2 separate regions of the Macaca mulatta genome follow, and region 1 is linked to region 2. The links are chromatin contacts, called in public Hi-C maps. All regions are on one chromosome and are shown on one strand. The core of a region is the stretch at or near the end of the contact, and the rest is flanking DNA. Distances in the headings are between cores, read along the strand shown. Region 1 holds the start of EGLN2 (egl-9 family hypoxia inducible factor 2). Region 2 holds the start of SNRPA (small nuclear ribonucleoprotein polypeptide A).

What was found. A called contact is a pair of places that touch in the nucleus more often than the background predicts.
Region 1: a Hi-C map of CD4 T cells shows a contact between it and region 2, with 4 times the contacts expected there. The contact joins the promoter of EGLN2 here to the promoter of SNRPA in region 2. A contact is called at or near these places in 3 of 14 Hi-C or Micro-C datasets (CD4 T cells, cortical neurons and liver).

The regions. Positions count from the first base shown.
Region 1 is chr19:51,919,651-51,923,410 of T2T-MMU8v2.0, reverse strand. It overlaps EGLN2 (egl-9 family hypoxia inducible factor 2), which reads right to left and starts at 1,874. Exons shown (of 5, transcript NM_001261091.1): 1 at 970-1,874. The coding sequence starts at 1,806.
Region 2 is chr19:51,869,872-51,873,431 of T2T-MMU8v2.0, reverse strand. It overlaps SNRPA (small nuclear ribonucleoprotein polypeptide A), which reads right to left and starts at 2,070. Exons shown (of 6, transcript NM_001257505.1): 1 at 1,795-2,070. The coding sequence starts at 1,867. It overlaps LOC144337509 (a long non-coding RNA gene), which reads left to right. Exons shown (of 2, transcript XR_013410698.1): 2 at 1,201-2,057. It overlaps ACTMAP (actin maturation protease), which reads left to right and starts at 3,479. Exons shown (of 6, transcript NM_001194075.3): 1 at 3,479-3,560. The coding sequence starts at 3,479.

The DNA of each region.
Region 1 (3,760 bases), core at 625-3,124, 50 kb before region 2:
CCAGGTTCCTGAACAGGCAGCTGGAGGCCATGAGGCCTTGATAACTGCCTGGAAACTCCAAGCAAATGAGTATTTGTTTTAAGAGAGAATCTGTGGCCTCTGACAGATTCTCAAAAAGACCCAGACTCCAAAATACAATTAAGAACTACTGTTCTAAAGCAAAAAGAAAAAGAGACTAAGAACAAACACATAAAGGCAGAGAGAAGAGACAAACATGGGAAGGGAGGAAGTGACACACAGGACAGGGGGAATGGATGGCAGGGACTGGGACGGGGAAGGGTGGGAGACATGGGGATGAGAGCTCCACCTGGGTCAGCAGGCAGCGACCCAGTACCAGCCCCAGGAGACTGTCCTCGATGCAGATGCCACAGTAGGGACCCAGGGCACAATGCAGTCCAGGGCCAGGCACTGGGCCTAGCGGGCAGCACCCCTTTCCTTCCCTCAGCCCAGGGCTCACTCATCACACCCTACCCGTTCTGCTTCTCCTGCCTGGGAGACAGATGAACGAACTAGAGACATGGGCCAGCAAACAGGGATGGACAACAGGAGCGCAGGGAAGGATGCGGACAGGGACAGACAGCAACAGAGGACAGACAAGTGAACTGTGTGCCTGTCTACATCACTGCGCTTGGTCCGGGGCCCCAGACAGACACCAGGAGGCCATGAACCCCACCAAGGCCCATGCTGTGAATGTCAGCAACTCTCATGAGTTTCTTCAAGAGAGTTCCTGGCAAAGTCAAGAACCACTGTGGCTCCAGGACAAACTCCTAGCTTACAGGTGCACACATTAAGGCCCACAGGGAGGACAAGGCCCCCCCGAGTCCCCACAAGTGAGCAACCCACTCCACTGAACTGCCTAAACCCAGAAGCCCCCCAGAAGCCTGTCTCCAAACCCACTGTGCTCAGAGCACTGAATGCCAAACCAGGATGCTGCAAAGCCCCGCCAGAGAGGCCCCCACCTGGCCTTACCTTGGTGCGCCCGTTGATGACATAGCTGCCCAGCCGCCCTGCGCAGTGGCGGATGACGGCGTCCACGTGGGCCATGAGGGCACCAATGCTTCGGCAGCCTGCTTCATGGCCTTCCACCCAGGCAATCTGGTCCCCACGGATGCTGCGCGGCGGGATCGCCCGCTGGCTCACTAGCTGCCCGTCTCGCAGGCGCCCACCCCGTTTGAGGGCCTCCACCTCGGCCAGCACGCGGCCGCCCAGCGCTGCCCCCAGGAAGCTGTCCTTGACGCAGATGCCGTAGTACCGCATGCAGGGCACGATATAGTCCAGGGCCAGGCGCTCAGGTGCAGAGGGCAGCGCCTCCTCCATCAGCCCAGCACTGGCCTCACCACTGCCACTGCTGCAGCCGCAGCTCATGCCACCCTCCCGCTCTGCCTCCTGGTTCTCTTGCCTGGCCCAGGGCCGCTTGCTGGGTGAAGGGGCATCCCCACCATCCTCGGCCCATTTCCGTTTGGGGGCCTCAGGCCGGGCGCCCTGGGCTGCCAGTCGCTGGCACCCCTTGGTGACCAGCGCTGCAGCGCCTTCACTCTGCAGCGGCCGCAGCTCACCACCATCCTGCCCGCCAAAACCGTCCCGAAGGGGGCTGGCAGTGGTAGAGGTGGCTGTAGCTCTGGGAGTCCCACTCCCCGCTGAGGCCTCACTAGGCACTCCTGGACAGTGGTAGGAGGGGAGCAGGGGACAGGGCAGGTAACTCTCCACCCCCATCCTGGCCCGGCCAGGCTCCAAGGGCTCTGACGAAGACCCTGGTAACTGAGGGAGAGCCTGACTTAGGGGCTGCGACTGGCACGGGCTGTCCATGGCAGCAGTGTCTTCATCCCCCGGGCATGGAGGGCACCGCCCGGGCCCATGGTGCCACCCTCCTCCGCCTCCTCCTCTGCCTCTTGATGCAGCTGGGGGCCACCAGGCCTGGCGTGGGGCAGGGTGAGGCAGGGCAGACAGCAAGAGCTCTTCTCGTGCCCTGGGGGTTGCTTGCTGGTCCCCAAGTCCTCTGCCGTCCCTAAGGGCTTGGGAAGGGACCCTTCAGGGTGGCTAGAAAAAGGAAAAAGAAAAGGGATGTGAGAGGAGCTAGAGACAGGCAGGCTAGGGAAAGAGGGGATGGCATGGGCAGGAGTGGGGAAGACGACCAGGACAGACTTGACTATAGAGGTCCCCCAAAACCTGGGGCCAAGTCGGGGAGAAGACCCTGAGAATCTGGAGGTGTGAGAGTCCGCTGACAGACAAGGGACAGTGATAGGGAAAGGCTGGAGGCCAGAGGCTGGGTAGACGACCCTAAGACAGAGGACTGTGGTGCGGGTTGTGGGACGCGGTAACCAAAGACAGAGAAAGGAGGGCTGGAGTAGAAAAGGGTGGTGTGGAGGGGTGGGAAGGAGGGAGTTTGGAAAATAGGAGGGATCTGCCTCGGCGTTCCAGAGACAGACAGAGAAATGTGGGGGATTCTGAGAGAATCAGAGTTGGGGGCGGGGGGGTCAAAAGACAGAGGAAACTGGGGAGTCCAAAGACAAAGAGAACGAGGGACCCAGAGACAGAAAAACAGACCGGAGGGAAGCTGGGAGGGAAGCTGGGAGGGAGGGCCCGGGACGGAGCGGGGCGGTAGGGTCGACCCGAGCCCGACGGGAGGAAGCCGGCCGGGGGCGGACACACGCCCAGACGGAAGGGAGGTCCCGAGACTGACCGAAGGGAGGGGCCCTCGGGGAGAGGGTCCGCGGCGGCAGAGGGAAGGACGGAAGAGGGTGCACGCACCCGGAGACAGGACGAGGGAAAAAGGCACCCTCCTCCGGGGCACCCCCACGCCCCCAACCCCGGGCGGGCCCTGAGGCCACTTTGGAGAGCTGTAGCGACAGGGACAAGGCCTAGGGGCCGCTCGGACCCCCTCCCCTCCCCCTCCCCGCGGCCTCCGCCCGGCGCGCGCTCCCCGCCCCCACCCCAACCCCCCCAACGGCCGGCACCCAACGTCCCCGGCGCGCGTCCCCTCCCCCGCGCCGCACCCACATCCCCCTTACCGGGGTCGCCCTGGCAGGCCCCGGCGGGCGCCCCCACACCCCGCCCTGTTCGTGTCGGCGCCCCGGCTCCGACTCAGTCTCCTCCCGCTCCCTTCTCGCCCCGCGACCTCCTCACCAAGCTTTTTCCTCCGGCCCCGGCGCCGCCGTTTGTGCCAGCCGCCCTGCGCCGCACAGCGCGCCATACCCCGCCCCCACCGCGCGCGACGCCCCGCCCCGCCTCGCCCGTTGGGCACGTGACCGCGCCCCAACGGAGGCAACGGCGCCTGCGCAGACCTGAGCCGCGCTGGGCGAGGAAGTTCGGGACAAGCCCCCAGCCAAGGAAAAAGGAAACAGGGCTCCGTGGCCGACACGAGGTTCATTTGCATCATCCTCCGCCCCGCCCCCTTTGCGCGGGAGGGGGATCGCAGTGTGAGGGGCCGGGTCTGGGAGGGGGCGTTTCCTGCATGTTGGAATCAAGTGGCGTTGGCGGGGCGGAGCACGCAAATTATGTGATTTACACGAACAGGCCCACCCCGCGTTCCCCCCCAGCGCGGGCACCGGGTTCGGCAGCGCGGTGCGCGTGACTTCATTTACAGGGTTAGCTCCTCCTCCTCCTCGCAGCCCAGGAACGGGGGTGAGAGATGGATAAATGGCTGCGCAGTTAGTTGGCAAATGTATGTAAATTCGCACGTCAGTAATTTACATAAGTATCTTTTATAACGGAGGAGAAAAAGTGCGGGATGCCCTTGAGAAAAGGGAACGCGGACTAGAAG
Region 2 (3,560 bases), core at 821-3,320:
ACACCCAGCTGATTTTTAGTAGACACGGGGTTTCACCATCTTGGCCAGGCTGGTCTTGAACTCCTGACCTCACACGATCTCCCACCTCAGCCTCCCAAAGTATTTTTACTAGACACGGGGTTTCACCATCTTGGCCAGGCTGGTCTTGAACTCCTGACCTCACACGATCTCCCACCTCAGCCTCCCAAAGTGCTGGGATGACAGGCGTGAGCCAGTGCCCCGGCTGCTGGTTTTGCTTTCTTCAAGAGCAACTTCACTGGTGACCTCAAACTGAATCCCAGTAAGCTCCTTCGGTTCTCCTGACAATTTTCTTGAAGTGATAAGAGCTAACATTTATCCAGCCCTTACTAGCTGCCAGTTAACATAAAAAAGAAATACTGCAAGGTTTAGCTAATTTAATCTCACCCAACATCCATGCAAAAAAGGTATTATGATTTTGCTCAGTTTTTAGATGTAGAAAATGAGATTCAATAAAGGTGATAATTTACTTGAGAACGTGAGACGGTCTTTCCCATTTCAATAACTGAGTTTTTTTTTTTTCCTTTTTTCAGATAGGTTCTTGCTCTGCCCAGGCTGCAGTGCAGTGGTGCAATCATAGCCCACTGCAGCCTCAACCTCTCTAGCTCAAGCGATCCTCCCACCTCAGCCTCCTGAGTAGCTGGGACCACAGACACACCCCACCCACGCCCAGCCTTTTTTTTTTTTTTTTTTTTTGTAGAGACAAGGTCTCGCTTTGTTGCCCAGGCTGATCTTGAACTCCTGTGTTTAAGTGATCCTCCTGCCTCTGCCACCCAAAGTGTTAGGCTTAACCACCACGCCCGGCCAAAAATTGGGTTCTTAAGCAGAATTCTATACCGGTGGCTTCAACCACTTTACTTGCTATGTGACCCTGGGCAAGTCACATCACCCTGTCTCAGTTTCTTTTCCTTTCTTTTTTGAGACGGAGTTTCGCTCTTGTTGCCCAGGCTGTACTGCAATGGTGTGATCTCGGCTCACTGCAACCTCCGTCTCCCGGGTTCAAGCGATTCTCCTGCCTTAGCCTCCAGAGTAGCTGGGATTACAGGCATGTGCCACCATCAGGCCTGGCTAATTTTGTATTTTCAGTAGAGACAGGGTTTCTCCATGTTGGTCAGACTGGTCTCGAACTCCCGACCTCAGGTGATCCGCCCACCTCGGCCTCCTAAAGTGCTGGGATTACAGGGGTGAGCCACCGCGCCCTGCCTCAGTTTGTTAGTTGAGGAATGGGAATAACAACAGCCTTCTTCCTACAAGCTTGTTGTAAGAACTAAATGTAATCAACATTTATATAAAAGCACATAGACTAACCCATGATACAGAGCATTAGCCACCATTACGGTACATTTTCATTGTGAGCTGATCACTGAAAAAGCCGGTGACCCAAGAAAGCCCCAGTCCTTGCCCTCACGGAGCTCAAAGGCCACTGGGAGGAGAGAGAGCCCCACGACAGCTCAGAGGAATCAGGGCGTGATGGGAGATGGCCTCAGCGTATGGGAAGTCAGCGGCAGCCACGTGAAGGGACAAGGGAAGGCTTCCTGGAGGAAGGGTCCTGTGACCTCAAACCTTGTAAGATGAGCAACAGTGACCAGGTTAAAGGGCAGAGTGTAAGATGAACTAATGGAGTGTTGAAGACAGGAAGTAGTTTGTGTAAAGGCCAAGGGGTTAACTCGAAGTTTGGCTGGAGGAACACTTAAGAAAGAGAAGCGGATGCAGGGGGTGGAAGAGGGACCAGCCCGTGCGGGACAGTCTGGAGTCCGGACTATCCCGAGAACTCACCATCCTTCTTGATCTTCTCATTGAGGTTGTTGATATAAATAGTGTGGTTAGGGCGGGTCTCGGGAACTGCCATGGAGTGAAGTGTTGAGGTAAGGCTTAAAGGAGGAAAAACGTGACTTTAGCCCTGGGTTTCGCCAAATCCTTTGTCCCACCGTTGGCTGCTCAAGGATCTTCCTCCCAAAAGGAAGTCAGGTAAGGCGGGAGTAGGGGGAAGGACCGAGGGAAAGCGCGGGCAACAAAGCGTGCGTAGGACCCGCTTCTCCAGCACGCGTGCAGAGGGAACTCTCGAGAGATTTACTACGACTTCCAGGATGCTCTACGCGACCCCGTGGGCGGAGCGCCCTAAATGGCGACTCCCATTGGCCCATGCATCCGAAGGGCCGTCCTGGAGAAAAACCCGGATGTGGGAGCCAGTATAGAAAAAAGGGGACAGGTCTTGGGCAGCCTGGCCTCGAGCAGCAAGTTTCCTCAGACGGGCCCAGGAAGGCCCGGACGCCAAGCGTACCGCTCGCCCGCCGCCGATGGTCGTTTGCACCCCAGGTTACCTTCCGACAGGACCGCAGTTCTCTCAAGCGGCGCCTGCTACTTTCCTGAGACCAAACCACGAAGCTTTCTCTCCTGGCACCGCCCCTGCCTTTCTGCCAGGCAATCTCCGCGCGGAAACGCAGTAGCTTGACCAATCAGAGCAAGTCTCGTTTCTGGGCTCAGCTCTTGCCAATCAAAATGATATTTGAGTTCCCGCCTAGGTAGAAAAACCCCGCCCGACTCCCTGAAAGCCCACCTCCTTCCGTGACTCCCGGGTCTACGGACCAATCAGTAAAGGTCACTAGTATTTTGCCAATCGGGACGCGTCTGGCGCTGTGATGTCTTCCGGAGGCAATCCTTTTTGAAGTCCCGCCTCTTCCCCCCAGCGCTGCGTTTTCTGTCACGTGATCGCCAAATGGGCGGGCACTGTTGCGTGTGATACTCCGTGATATGGGAAAAGCAGTGTGCGGGGGCCGCCATTTTCTGGGAGTGGGAGGTGTACCTTACTTCCTGACTCCCTTCCCTTTTCCACCGGTTATCACGGCGCCCACCGGCCTCTGATCTCTGAGTCTTCTCCAACCCACAGACGTTTTTGTTGCTCTGGTTCCGGGACCTTCTCCACAACTAGGCCGTTTTTCCTGCCAGGTGTCCATTTTGACCTCTTGACCTCTGACTCAAAGGTCAGCCCAAAGGTTCCAAACTCGGGCCTGGGATGTGAGGGGGTAGTGAACCTAAGTTCTCCGAATCTTTAGCCCTGGGCTCCTAAGTCGCACCCTTAAGGCACCTCACTTTAGGTCTGAGCCTTCATATCCCAAACTTACTCATGTGTTTCCACATCTAGCCCCAAAGAATGAGTTAACTCCTACTGACTGTCCACCTAAGACTCCCAAGGTAACCCAACCGGTACCACAGATCCGGTTCCGGATTTAAGGACCCCACCCTGTTAACTGTCAGGTGCCTTATGACTTGAGTCACCCTCAATTCCTGCTCCCATGGTTTCAAATATTAGCTGTGGTCCTTTCACACCCACTGCTCAGCCCCCAGATTCTGGAACTCAGCTCGTAAATTTTTAAAATTTCCATCCCTGAGACTGTTCTCCGTTGGAGGATCCTTCCCTCCCCACCTTCTGAACCTCTCAGCCCCTCCTGTAGACCCCAAAATGACTTCTCCATGCTCTCCTCCCGTAAAGCCACCAATCCCTCCTCCAAGAACCCCTGTACCCCAAGCCAGCAGCATTCCAT